Linked DNA regions of Mus musculus: region 2 is linked to region 1. Evidence: chromatin contacts called from public HiChIP or PLAC-seq data. All regions are on one chromosome and are shown on one strand. The core of a region is the stretch at or near the end of the contact, and the rest is flanking DNA. Distances in the headings are between cores, read along the strand shown.

Evidence for each region. HiChIP or PLAC-seq counts read pairs in DNA pulled down with a chosen protein or histone mark.
Region 2: a contact with region 1 is called in a FOXA1 HiChIP or PLAC-seq map of pancreatic cancer cells. The contact joins two enhancer-like sites. A contact is called at or near these places in 5 of 39 promoter capture datasets (3T3-L1-derived adipocytes, liver, maxillary cranial neural crest and 1 more) and 2 of 115 datasets of contacts at active chromatin or transcription factors (embryonic fibroblasts and pancreatic cancer cells).

What each region holds. Positions count from the first base shown.
Region 1 is chr8:112,974,695-112,978,885 of GRCm38.p6, reverse strand. No RefSeq gene overlaps it. Among named protein-coding and RNA genes, the nearest start is that of Gm45904, 55 kb to the right of the region's middle. Within about 2 kb of position 2,330, at least 14 of the 459 cell types and tissues checked have an H3K27ac peak or open chromatin away from gene starts, as enhancers often do. A contact at or near this core is called in embryonic fibroblasts and pancreatic cancer cells, where this site is marked.
Region 2 is chr8:113,522,312-113,526,705 of GRCm38.p6, reverse strand. The region is part of intron 1 of 4930571O06Rik (RIKEN cDNA 4930571O06 gene); the gene reads right to left. Among named protein-coding and RNA genes, the nearest start is that of Gm24291, 4.2 kb to the left of the region's middle. Within about 2 kb of position 2,930, at least 28 of the 459 cell types and tissues checked have an H3K27ac peak or open chromatin away from gene starts, as enhancers often do. A contact at or near this core is called in embryonic fibroblasts and pancreatic cancer cells, where this site is marked.

The DNA of each region.
Region 1 (4,191 bases), core at 1,081-3,580:
ATAGCAAGTTTCAAAAATATGTAGAGTCTGAATTAGTTATATGGAGAGTGAAAGTACACTAGATTAATGAGAATAATTATTATGTATTAAATAATGATTTTTTAGAAATTAAGTTATTTTTAAAAAGGAAAAAGAAGCTAAAGCCCCCAGAAAGAAGGTGAAGTCTATGAGCACACTGACCTCTGCACAGCCGAGTCCTAGAGAGAGATGCACCATAAGCAGGTGCTCATGGGAAACGACATCATTCCTGTATCAGAAGCAGCCCCCGGTGAGGCTCTCAAAACAGATCTGATGAAAAACTCCTCACCCTTTCAACACACCCATACTACAGCACGTAGGCTTCATCTTGTTTCATGTTCCAAGCCCTCATTAAGATGCAGTGACACTAGTGGAAAGCAGTGTTTCAGGTAAAAAGGTCCCATGGTGGTGGCAGAAGACCGTGTCTCTGGTTCATCTCATCTCCAGGTTAATGGAGAAACAGAATTTAGAGAACTTGGGGAGATAGGACTAATTGCCTCAGATCTAAAGGTACCATTCCACTCAATTAAAGCCTCTGCTAATGTGTATTGCAAAGCTAAGACTTCAAGAAATGTTCCAAATGGTCTTAGATGTTTCCTAATGATAGCATATGCATATTTTTATTCCATCAAGAATCACAAAATAGAGCCTTGTGGCCCTGGCTCACGCAAATTTCTATTTCAATTATGAAGACAAACAGACACCAAACTCTCTGCTCACTTTCCACCTGAACTGATAACTTAAGCTTACAGTCATATAATGTTAACCAACTGGGAATGGACATGGCTACAACTTTCATCACTCCACTAGGTGTGTTTACATCCTTCCTTTGTCTAGGGGGATCTGGACATGAACCTGGGAAGGGACTTTATCTAAAGGTAGTCTCTCTGTTTGTGACTGTATAGTATACGCATTTTATGTATGTAGTAAAGGTTATATATTCCACTTTGCCATGTTTTTTTTTCCTTTTGCAAAATGATTAAAAATTTCCACACTCAATATCTTTAAAATTTGCAAATTCCATTTACTTATGTGTAAATACAAAACTAACCCAAGGATGGGAGATGAAGCGAGTGACTGGTGTTTCTGACTTTTGATGTACCCATACTGAGCAATAAGACTTCTTCAAAACACTTATGCTTTTATTTTGGAAAGCTGTATTTATTTTTATACTAACTGGTTGATACTATTATATGATTCTTCGGGGAATTGACAAGCACAGAATATATGTACATAGTGTGTTAGTATTTTTGTTGTTGTTGTTATGATAAACTATCTTAACCTAAATGCAAGTTAGGGAAGAGGGGATTTATTTTAGCTTATATAGTTACATAGGAGGTGTAGTCCATCAGGATGGAGGAGACATGGCACCAGGCAGGCATGAAAGCAGGAGCAGGAACCTAGCTGATCACATTCCTAGCACATACAGGAAGCCAACAAGAAGCTTACAAGAAGTGAGGCCTGCCTGGTTATACAACTTTAAAGCCAGCCCTAGTGATATACTTTTTCCAGATAGATACTTCTTAAAGGTTCTATAACGTCTCCAAACATCTCCAGCAGCCAGGGACCAAGTGTACAAACACAAGACCCTATAGAGGACATTTCTTATTCACACCAACAGAATTGGAAAGGGAAGTTTGTTTTCTTAGGTATCTTTGTCTGTTGGTTGGATTTTTTTTAAACTCACTTCACAAAGTCTTCATCGCCCACTCTCTCCAAAACAAACTAACTTTAAATATTTTTCCCTCTGAGTTGACTACTCCCTGTTCATCTGGCATTTCAAAATTGCTAATCCTGTAAAATATATGTTTTTAATTATAAACCTCAAGTAATGGGTGCAATGTCCCAGAAGGGTCCAACTTACATTGCAGTTGAACTGAAAGCTCTTGTTTGTATCAGTCTTTCCATGTGGCTCACTACCATGGTGAATTAACCTTGCCCATTTAACTCACAGTCTATCTTCTCCCTATAGATTCTATACCTCAACTCACATGGGGCAAAACCCTATCTTTGTTTGATCCCATCTGGTTTGAAAGGTATAATTTAAATGCACAGTTGCAGGCCACATTAAATGGTTTCATCAGGTGGGGCCAACCTTAGCTCTTGACCTGGGTTATTCCATAATGCTTTTTTTCCACCCTTACCTAGGAAACAATTTTGTACTATTTACCCCAAAACACAACCTTCTCAGGGAATGTGTTTATTTTCCAAGTCGAAGAAAAAAATAAGACCTGAGTGGAGGACACAGTCAGAATACATGTCCTTTGTGCTCATGCTGTAACTGGAGACTGCATCCAAACAACTAATGACTCATTTGATGACTAAAGAAACACTCATTTGTGCGGTTATGGTTTTTATGAGTTAGGAATCTGGGTTCAGCTAAATTGGACCCTCTCCCCACCCAGGGCTTCCCACATGGCTATAATCAACTTTTCCTCTGATACTGTGATTCTCCCATGATGTCTAACCTAGACAAAGACTTTTGAGCTCATTCATGATGTCACTGTTTGCATCTCATTCCCTTTCAGATGCTGAGCTGAGAGCCTCAAGTTACTAGAGAGCTGCTAAATGTGGTCCTCCGTTCCTTGTGATGGAGACCTCTCCAACGACAAAAATTGTTTGGCCATAGCCAGCTGGGAAAGAATCAGTTACTAATATGGAAGTTAGTGTTCTGTGTCAAGTAATTACAGAGCAGACAACCAATTTTGGTCTCTGCCATATTTTCTTATTTTGATGCAAATGACTACGCCAGTCTGTGTTGACAAGTGGCTTGTGCGTGGCAGAAAAGATCATCAGAGACCATCTTAGACACTGCTTGCTGAAGATTCATTGTAACAGCCACCCCCTCCCAACATTATAGACATACATGTCCATTATCAGCTTGTGCAAGCTTGGTCAGTGGACAAGTAGCTGTTTCACACAGGAAAACATCTGTTTCTATAGAGGCAGCAAACACAGTCTGGGCCAGACACAAAACCACAAGCTTTTATCTGTTTGGGCAGCATTACAGAGCTGGCTGCTACAGGTCCACTTTTCCTAAATTGACTTGGCTGGGGCAAGAATTAGATTTCAGAGAGAATCTTTGCACATAATGGCCTTTTAGATATTATATGAAAGGGTAACTGTGGCCCTGTAATTTATTCCTCCCTCCTCAGGGATCCCTGAAGACGTTTGACCCTGACCAGAATTCTTTGCAAATATCGACTGATCCACTATACTAACTGAAAGATAAATGAGGGTCCAAAAGGGTTCTGCTGTGCACTGATTACAGATCTGGAAATGACCTCAACCTCGGCATCCTATCCCAGTTCATTTAGATTGTTTATATTAAATCCAGGGCTGGGCTGATGCATGCAAGTTATACACATAGCCAGAACAAAGGTAGGTGCCTACCACAATTCTACAAGTTGGAAGTCTTCCTGACTAACTTGTCTGATGCCCTTGCCAGAATTCAAAACCATATCTGTTGTGTGGGAAAGTATCCTATGGGTTGGGCTCCCAGATGCTGTACATATAAATGGTCCTATTTACTATGTTGGCAATTAGTCAAAGCCTAGTGCTGGCTAAGTTGGGGTGATCTTTCTAAAACAGAAGTAAGACTAAGGATTGGTTTAGTAATAATTCAAGTGAGATGTTTATTTTTCAATGGCTTTAAGTAAGATTTACTTGGCATACAGTGACACATACACACACACACACACACACAGTGAGTCATTAATAACACTTATGTGATATAACCTTGCAACTGGAAAGATAAAACCTAAATGTTTGGTTATGATCCCTGATGTCCTAAAAAAGCTTCTCAAACTAACTGTATATGATTTATCACAGACAAGTACAACTCCAATCATAAGAGATCCGACAGGGTATATAGTATTATGTACAGGGAGGCTGAGTTCAGACTAGTTCTGAGTTTAAAAGTAATCATTTCAATGTTAAATCAGTGTGAGATTTGCTTACTCAGCACTCAATGCAAGAATCCAGGCCACTAAAAAGTGGCCAAGAAACAATACTTCAACCTTTGGCTTCATTAGCTGTTTACACATAGTCTTCCATGACCCACGTGGAAGGCAGAAGAATAACACCCCCCCCCAAATCAGGAGGTGAAACTAGGAAGACACTGGAATATCCGAATAGACAGAATAGACTATGGCTAGCTCTGATCTAAAGAGT
Region 2 (4,394 bases), core at 1,681-4,180, 550 kb before region 1:
ACATAGTAAAGTAACCCAGGTACCTCAGGGGTATAGCTCGTTGTCAGTGTACGAGAGGTTTCAGCTCAACATTTATCGTAAAGCATGACTTAGAAAAGAAGGCAAGCCAACGTAACTTTGGAAAAACAGCTTATTCAGATGAAAGATAAAGGCTTACAGAAGTATGAAGTGGACACAAAACCGAAATATGGCTGATAGAATACATAGATTTGTAGTAGAAAATTCTGGTTCTGTGTTTTGTTTTTGTGCTTTAAAGACAGGTTCTTTCCAGTAGCCCAGATCTAGGATGGCCTGGATCCCCCTACTCAACCTTTTCAGTACAGGGATGACAGTCACAAGCCACCACGCCCACCACAAAGTTCTCCAGCATGGGAAGTTACACAGGTATACTTCTAAATATCCTTTGCTTTAAAAAAAAAGCATTTATTTTTATGTTATGTGTGTGCACATGCCACCTTCACATATGTCTATGCATCACATGCGTGCGGTGCCTGAAGAGGCCAGAAAGGGGGTGATGGATTCCCCAGAATAGGGGTTGTAGAGTTGTGAGTTGGATGAGCTGGGTTGTGGGAACCAAATCTGAGTTTTCTGCAAGAGCAGTAAGTGTTCTTAATCAATGAAACCATCTCTCCATCCTCAGTCGCCCTTTGTTTATTTGTTTATTTGTCATTCAGTGTCAAGGGGTTACAGAATGAAGTGTGGTCCAGAAGTTCTGGGAAGGAAAACAAAGGGAGCTACATCCTGCTGACTGAGGCAGGATCCTTCTAGCTCTCTAGTCTCCCACCTACTGTTGAATAAGAGCCAGAGCTCAGACAGTCATTTGATTACAAGGACTGCAAGAATGGAAGGTAGCATTTAGGAGCAAGGCATGAAGACCAAGTCTATGTTCCTGACTGTGCTGGTGGGATGACAGGCTGCATGTTTTGGGATATCTCTTACATGAGATAAAAACTAGCCTTTATCTTAAGACACAGACACTTAGTTTTTGCAATATATTTTATAATCCATGTAATATGATGCAAAATAAATTCAGGACTTGAAATAGCATCATCTTTGAAATGAATAATAACTAGTAAAACTGAATGTGTGTGTCTGTGTCTGTGTGAGAGAGAGAAAGAGAGAGAGAGACAGAGACAGAGACAGAGAGACAGAGAGGGAAAGAGAGAAGGGCTCTAGATGCCAACACTAAATTATCATCTACAAATACAGAAAAGCTTAAGAATGCATATTAAAAGGCATCTCACACAAACCAAGATAATACATGTTCAAAATCTTTGAGAAATAGTTTGTTATCAAACATAAAATACACCATTTGACCCCAAATAGAAGAAAGTTCTGAGTATTCCAGTAACCATATCCAGATAGGGTGGCAGGTTCAGCTGGTTTTACTGCTGCTTTCAATCTAAACGGAGACGTCATGTAATTCTTACGTTATTTAAATAATTCCATTCCACAGGGGGAAAAATGATATGTCTTTAATTCATTGCCTAAAGTATCATGAAGATAGCACACAAGAGAAAATTACATGGACTCCAATTACAGATATAAAAGGAAGTATTTCAAATAAACTATTAGATGTCTGAGTCCAGATATCCATTTTTTAAATTATATGATACGGCAAATGAAATGCATTCCAGTAGCACAAGGACTTCGGAATCACAGACTTTATCAACATATTTTATTATATCAACAATCCCAGGCATATCAATCGCAGCTGAAAGGCTATTCAGTAAAATGCAAAAGCTATTGTGGATCACTGTACGGAGGAAGGATGAGAAGAAGGCCACTGGAAAATAACAAATGCTAGGTCCCAAAACAGCAGATGATATTTTGAAGAATAAAGCATTAAGGCCACTTCCTATTAAAACCTGAGATCAGATCCTGCCATTGTCCCTTTACGATCTTTGGAGCAGTAGCTAACGCAAAAGACACAAACAAACCAAAAACCGAAACATTCACGAAGGACACTGGAGGTAAAGGACAGGTAGAACGTAGTTGAAGCACTGAAAGTTATCTCAACATTTGCTCTAAGCCGTGTGAATTCAAAAGATAAGTGTATGATAAACAAAAATATAATTTTTACATTTGAAAGCAATAATACAAAAGAGACAATAAATTCTACTCAGAATAGCATTGGCATTTAAGATCTTGGGTCTGTCTGTCTGTCTATCTCTCTGAAACCAGCTGTTGAAGCATCAGTGACCAGCAAGTGCATGAAGTGGCAAGCTTAAGGGTATAAGCTAGGTCAGTTCTAAAAACAAGACAACCAGGGCAGAGGAAGGGTGTGAGATTTAGATTTAGGGATGTTTGAGCCAAGCTTTGGCCCTCTTTTGTACTAACTGGTCTACTCAGATAGCTTCTATTTATCCACTAAAACTTAGGCTACGTATCCCTTCTAGAAAATTCCTGGCACTACGCCTGATGCAAAGGAAACCATCACACTGTAACAGGACTTAAAATAATATCAGAAAAAAAGGGAAAGAAAGATCAAGATCCTAAATGGAGGACATAAGTGGGTAAGAATATTAACTCAAGCTGAGCTCATAATATAAATGACTAATCCTTATGATCTTTATAGATATTTATAAACTTAGACATTTTCAGGACCAACCAACACAGATTCATGTTGCTATTGAACAAGGTCAACAGAATTAAAGCTAAATAAAAACAAATCAGAGCTTTGTTATTGCTGCGATTTGATAAATTTACTTTGTAGAACTCCCTTCACAAGCAGACACTTTGATAAGCAATGGATTTGTAACCATCCAAGTGAATTCTGTTGTCAGATAACTTTGAACCTAGAAATAACTTAAGACTCATGAACACATCAGTGTTTGTCCTCAAGTAGGCAGACATGGTGCTGAGAGGAGCCGAGAGTTCTCCATCTGGATCTGAAAGCAGCAGGAAGAGAAGGTGAGTCATGGGTCCAGGCTTGACCTCAAAGGCCACTCCCTGTGACACTTCCTCCAACAAGACCACACCTCCAAAATGCCACTCCATATGCATCACTGGGAGCTATTTTCATTCAAACCACCACAATGACTTTAAGTTAGTTTCTTTAGTAAAATAGAACTCTGAACATGGACTAAGGGGTTAGAAAAAGAGTCTCAGGAACCAGGAACTGAGCAGTTACTGGCCAGGAAGTCTTTGAAGAAATGGACCTAAGGGTACCAAAGATCTCTCTCAGCACAGTAGGAGCAGAGCACAGATCGAGGACATGGATTAGAACAGTCTGGGCAAAGCACTAGCCACCTTGTGTATTTTTATATCCAGATAAATCTGTGTCTCCACCGAAACACAGACTAAACATCCTTTGAAAATTCTTGGTATGAGAATTCCATTTAGACCCCTTCTGTGTTTCGTCACTTAGTTCTCAGCTTTTAAATGGTTTCACTCTCCACTCTGGTGTATCCTCCCCTGCTATGTGAATCTTTTCCTATCTTTCCCTCTCTTGCTCTCCTCATTTCCCCTTCTCCATCCTTTACTACACATAAGGTGTGTTGCCATAACAATCAACTTGCTGATTTATTCTCAGTATCTCCTACTAGACTATAAATTCCTTTGTGGATAGAGTCCTGCCCTGTTAGGCCTTAGATCTTCAGACCCAAGATTAGTGTTTGCAACTAGTAATAGGTAGCCACAAGGTGTATGATGTATGGGCAGATGGCTGATAGAATGAATGCTTTATCGGCTGATGAGTGAGTTTGTCTGGAGAAGAAATTATTAACTTAGAAATGATTAGAGAGGTCGATCAGAAAACTATTTTATCAAAGTGTGTTTGAAAGACTTGAATTTATTTTACTTTAAAAACAAGCTCATTTGATTTTATGTCTGCTTAAACTATTGCTTTCCTTCTGTTATATCCAAGTTTACAAGAACATTATTTGAGATTGTTTTGAACAGTTAGTAGATATCAAATATTCAAGAGAGTAGGCACATGGGATAGGAGATTTAGTCTCAACTCACAGTGTTTGGAGATCCTAGAACATTCTGTGATTGGATGAGTCCAAGTAAGACATACTGAATTTTGGTCTCAGCTCTGTGCTTCCACTGGTAATAGATAACCCCCTGGGGAGCATAGACCTTTTCAAGAGATGGTAATGTAACATAGTCTAAAACGGTGTTCCCAGCACTAGATAGCCATCAGTAAGTCTGAGTGCTGCCCCAGCTCCCATGTCAAACTCTAGAGAACAACATGGGTATCAGTGCTCTGACCACCAACTGTGTCTTATCCAAATAAGGGTGTGGAGGCAGAAAATGCAGGGTTCAAATTCCAGCTCCATCACGAAGTCAGTGCTTGCTCCATATTGTTCCTTTCCTGTAGACCCTAGCTCTCTGTAGCATCCCACTGCCTCTGGCATTCTCCTAGGCATCTTGTTTATTCGTCACAGCAT